Regions from separate parts of the Zea mays genome. Here region 1 is linked to region 2. Evidence: chromatin contacts called from public Hi-C data. All regions are on one chromosome and are shown on one strand. Each heading gives the region's core, a stretch centred on a gene start, on an enhancer-like site or on the middle of the called end of the contact. The rest is flanking DNA. Distances are from core to core; before and after follow the strand shown. Region 1 holds the start of LOC100273232 (cytochrome b561). Region 2 holds the start of LOC100273531.

Region 1 (2,700 bases), core at 7-2,506, 320 kb before region 2:
CTGTCCATGATGATAGTGATTGATTTGAATGAGCTCTTGGTGCATATCGTTACTTGGTTTTTATAGCTGGCTCGCCACGTCTAATGCAACCCTTCTCGTTGTACCTGGACTTAGGACCAGGCTATGTTGCACCAACATATGCTGAGACAATATAGGCGGAGTTATTTCTTGGAGTTTCCAAATCACCAAATTGTATCATGTTCTAGTTTGAAGTCTGAATATAAGGTCACTAATGCTAGTGCAGGACTTATTTATGTGTAAGTGCTGATTTTGAAACTTGGCATACCACGACAACCAACTCTCTGGTGTGACAACATTGGAGCTACCTACCTTTTGATGAATCCCTATTTTCATCATCACACCAAATATATGGAAGTTGACTACCACTTATTTATAAGCAGGTGACATCTTACCAATTAGATGTGTGGATCATATCCTTCAAGGATCAAGTGACCGATATCATGACTAAGCCTTTAGCTGGTCCACCATTTGGCAAGATTTATAGTAACATGAACTTAATTTGCGCTAATCTAATAGTTATTTTTGCTGTCCATCATTTTTTGGGATTATTCTCACTTTTCCTCTGCATGGCATATATTTTACATGTCTTGTCAGTTCTAGTATCATACTACATGCCACATCACATTTAATTTTTCTAGGCACAAAGCAACTCGGAAGGCACCACAACTCTAAGATCTTCTCAACCATAACACTCCATCGCTTGTAGCCCTTCGCTACTTTATCGGGTTTTCTGTTTTTGTGCGCCCATCATATAGTGCACTGTTAACATCAACCGCGTGCCGCATCTGTGGTCACTAGATCTAGTTGCTTCACTTAAGCATATCCTAACATTTGATGCAGGGGGCTAATGATGCATGACAATATGATGTGCCATGTTAGATGATGAGGATCAAGGATGAATTCAAAAGAAAAGTTTGATGACCGAAATGGCCAATTTTGATAGTTCATAGATGGATTGAGCCTAGAGGAAAATGTTGACAGCTGCAATGACCATTTTAATTGAGCCTAAAAGTATGTGATAAATTCGTAGATCACCAGTCCTCGTTTCTACTCTCGGACAACTAGCCTGTCAGCCATACGCGAGTGCGACGTGTGCAAAGCGTAAAGCAGACAGAGGTCAACTGGAATCCGCGTCCTGTTGAGGAAAACGTTTTTATGGTAGTTCGTGTTCATGTCCGATCTGAAATGGCTTCAGCGACTTCGCGTGCTTGATTGAAACGCACCCAGTCCCCGCTCCTGTTTCGATCTCCCGAATCCCGATCCCGCTACCGGAGGCGGAGGCGATGGCGGCGGCGCCGGCGGTAAGGTTCCCGGTCTTCGGGCTCGTGCGGCTGCTGGGCTTGGCCGCCGCGGCGGCGATCCTCTTCTGGGCCGTCCACTTCCGAGGCGGCATGGCGCTCTCCACCGAAGAGGAGAGCAAGCTCCCCCTCTTCAACGTAAGGGGCACCAAAACAAAAACTTCCCTTGCCTCCTTCCGATTTTTCTGCCGCTATCTCGTTTGCAACAGTGGATCAAGTGTTGATCTTGGTGTCTATTGCGTGGGAGCGTTTGATCGACTCTTCAAGAGTTGGACCGAGCGTTTCCCCTATGGCGGAATTCTTGGTTTGGTGGTTCTTCTGTCTGGTCAATGGGTAGTAATGGCGAACTTTATACAGTTTTGGGAGGAAACCTTTGGGTCAGTGGTTTGGTAATCGCCTAATCGTTGGAGAGTTTTAGCATAGGTACGAATTTTTGCCGGAGTGGTGATTTCTTTCGTTATATCTGCTAGTTCATAGAAGAAAATTTTCTTGTTTACACGTTTTTCTTTCGCAGTCTTATCGTGCGTTTGGTGATGATTTAGTGTAATGTCCACAGATGAATAGAATTTCTCTTCTTAGTTCTTTTTATGTTTCTATCTATTTGATTCCCTTCCATCCGTGTTAGTACATTGTGAATTGTCCAACTGATCGATCTGTGTGTGGAGTACTACAAGTTATTGCAGTTTTGTTCCTTCCACTACCACTAATGTTTAGCTGCAAAACCAAAAAAAGCAAGGAAAGATAAAAAGATGATCCAGTGGCTAGTGACTAGTGTGTCCTGATTCCTGATGGTTGGAATGTAAAAACTAGGAACAATGCTTATACTCTGCTAAAAAGATATTTCAGCAAATAAAATTTCTTCCTCTCTTTCAGGTTCACCCAGTGTTAATGCTGATTGGTTTGGTGGCCTTGAATGGCGAAGGTCAGGACATGACTACTCCTGTGCTGTGAACAATATTGTTGCATATTGAAATTTCAGAATACCATTTCATGATACTATCTCATTCACTGCAATACGAGCACAGTTTTGTTTCAGAAACCCAGAAACATTTATCCAACTAATTAATTTCCCCATGGGACAAAGAGTCTAGCATTATCACATCTTGCATAAATAATTTCTTGTTTTGTTGGTACTTGTGATTGTTGATTGAACCAAACTTGCTAATATGAAAAGTTAGATACTTTGTATGTTTTTCTTGCTCAAATCAACAGGAAATTATGTAGTATCATCAAGTAAATATACAGAAAGCTTGAAAAGCGAAACTGAAAATACCTACTTTACCCCAGCACCTACAGCCTGACCTGGGATTACTAATCAAATCAGGTTCCATGTAATTTCCTTCAAATCCAATTATTTGGATGGCATATTTTAATGTTTTTC
Region 2 (2,700 bases), core at 173-2,672:
GATGAGAGCGCCTTGTGTTCCTCGCATGGTCCGCAAGAATTTCTGCACACGAGTGAGCAGCGCCTTGTGAACTGTAACCAAGAAACTGGAACAGAGGCCGTGACGATGGAGGTAAGTTACCGGAGAACTCGACTACCTCACGAGGGTCTGCTTCGTTGCTGTAACGGCCGGCCATGATGATGGAAATGGTGGGTGCGACGATGGTGTAGGATCCACCCATCACCGCTGGGAGGCGAGTCCCAAAGAATGACTGGCATAGGGTGTTGATGCCGGCAACGAACAGCAGCGTCTGAATCACCCTGGCCTTCTCCTCCTAGCAGCAGACAGAAAGGAGGTGCACAGCAATAGATAGTTGAGCTTTATTGGCATCACAATTCAGTTCACAGACTAGATGGCTATCAAATCTTGGATTCAGAACACGTAGAGGTGATTGGTTTACTCACGTTTCCTCCTCCCATCTGGGGAACAAGAGCACTTGGTATGATGACGGATGTGCCCAGCATCACAATGTAGTGCTGGAATCCAAGGATGACAGCCTCAGCTGCATGTTCAAGGTCAGGCGACAGGAAACAAGTCAAAAATAACCTAGTACTGTAGAAATCAGGACCACTATCAGTATCAACACAGCGACCATGTGGAAAAACATCAACGTCAGTACACAGAGTAGTTCTACTCCAGCATTGGAATCGAGAGGTCCCAATCCCAGGTGAGGTGAGTGATATTGAAAGAGACGTACGCCAGGGCGGTGGGCTTGTGATGCAGTAGGACACGCTGGGAAGCTGGTCCTTCACCGGGTGCGGCTGCAGCTCCTCCTGCTTCGGCGGCGGCGCCGCCCCTCCTCCGGCCATCCTCCTCTTCGCCTTCCCTTTCCCTTATCCTCCCTCGCAAGAAAGAAAGAAACCAAGCCTTTCACCTCACCGCCGACCCACACCACACCACACCGTCCACTCCACAGCGGCTCCACTCAAAAGCAGAGCAAGAAACCGCAAAGCAGGAACAGGCGGCCAATAAGAACCCTTCCACGAGCAGTCGAGCAGCAGCAGCGCGGTGGGTGAGTGCGGAGAGCAATACGACCGGCGGTTCTTTGCGTGCGAAGGAGGCCAAGAACAAGGCACCTGAACAGGAAAGCAACAACCGCTACAATTCGGTGAAAAAAGGGCAAGGGAATGAATGCCGGGGAGGGATGGTTCCTAGTTTAGTTCGTGCTCTCTTTTCCTCGCTGGGAGCAGGAGGAGCGCGAAGGAATCTGCAGCCCTACACCACACGGAAAGGAGCGTCGGCGGCCACTCTGTCGCCATGGCCTTCATCCTCTTTTACCATCGCTGCTTTGTGCTTTCCAGCAGCAATGGGATTGGAGTCAGGCTTTTGCGTTGCCAGTTGCCACCCCCCACCGGAACGGAGGGAGGAAAACACGCTCCGCGCTTCCCAAGGCCAACAAAATCTTTTGCACCGGAAAGGCGACGGCACAGGCCAGCCAGACAGCCCAGAGGGAAAGAGATTGTGGTGTGAACTGTGAAGAAAAACGGTGGACGTGAAACAAAAAACAAAACCCCTCCCTCTCTACTTTATCTCTCTGGGTGTATCTTCACTAGGGTGCTAAGGGCATGTACAGTGGTGTTTAATGTGGATGCTCTTAAGGTGTTTAAGGGGTTATTTGCAAAAAAATCTTAGAGCCGTCTCTCCGCGAAGAGACGCATCTGGCTCGTAAACCAAGTAGCAACAGACGCCTCACTTCCCACTGTACGAATTTGTCGTCTGTTCTATCGATCTGATGCTATACAAATACATTTAATTCTGTATTTATTAATAGACTACGTTTGTAGACACTCCATTGTACAATACAGTCTCTTAGTTGTCTCCTGTGCTTAGAGAACCGTTTTGGTGTCTCTCCACTGTACATGCCCTAATAAGCTTTAAACTTCACATTTAATGACTAGATAGAATTAAGACCAGACTTTATTTCCATTTATTTTTAAACTAAAATTTATTAAAGACTTAAATAAACCATGAAGAAACATTTGTTTTCTCCCACACAGAGCCAAGGGAACTTTTCCTACTGTGCTGAGCACAGCTTTTATGCTTTGGTTGGCGCTCTGCCTGCTTTTTGTGTTGCAGATCGAGGAAAAGGAGAGACGGTCTGGAGAGTGTGAACTTGTGCCGGCCGTGGCTTGGCTCGTGCTGCAGCGGGGCAGGGGCAGCGGCAGCGGGCGCATGTGACGCGCCATGGGCACGGCACAGCCAAATATGGTCGTGCGAGGTCGTGCCGCCGCCAAAAAAAACAACCGTTGCGGCGTTGCCTGCACGGTAGGACGCTAAGTGTGACGATTGCTAGAGGTTATAGCAAGGCGTGTTTGGGCCTACAACAACCTTAAATCAAAACAGTATAATATCCGTGCAACTAAATCAAACCAGTACATGGGCAATGACACCCCAATCATATTTGATGATAACAGTTATATGACACGTGACAAACCAATATAGCGGCTGTTTGTTTCAGCTTCTGGGCGGCTTCTGGTCGCCAGAAGCTGAAGCTGTATCCAAACGGCCAGCTTCAGAGGCGGCTTTTCGTCGCAGCGCTTCGCATAGAAGCGACCCGCCTACGGCGCCCTGCGAAGCGGCCTTCAGTTGGCTTCTACGAAACGCTTGGGATACGGCGCTAGGGTTGTCGCGCTCCCAACCAGCCGCCGTCGCTCCCGCTCC

The links. Hi-C and Micro-C count contacts between places; a contact is called where the count stands out from the background.
Region 1: a contact with region 2 is called in a Hi-C map of ear, with 3 times the contacts expected there. The contact joins the promoter of LOC100273232 here to the promoter of LOC100273531 in region 2. A contact is called at or near these places in 10 of 25 Hi-C or Micro-C datasets (bundle sheath, ear, leaf and 3 more) and 1 of 3 datasets of contacts at active chromatin or transcription factors (leaf).

Annotation. Positions count from the first base shown.
Region 1 is chr1:224,267,363-224,270,062 of Zm-B73-REFERENCE-NAM-5.0, reverse strand. LOC100273232 (cytochrome b561) reads left to right here and starts at 1,256. Exons shown (of 4, transcript NM_001147674.1): 1 at 1,256-1,457; 2 at 2,193-2,241. The coding sequence starts at 1,305. LOC100274041 reads left to right here. Exons shown (of 5, transcript NM_001148422.1): 5 at 1-27.
Region 2 is chr1:223,951,017-223,953,716 of Zm-B73-REFERENCE-NAM-5.0, reverse strand. It overlaps LOC100273531, which reads right to left and starts at 1,422. Exons shown (of 14, transcript NM_001147949.1): 1 at 737-1,422; 2 at 444-541; 3 at 137-313; 4 at 1-42. The coding sequence starts at 848.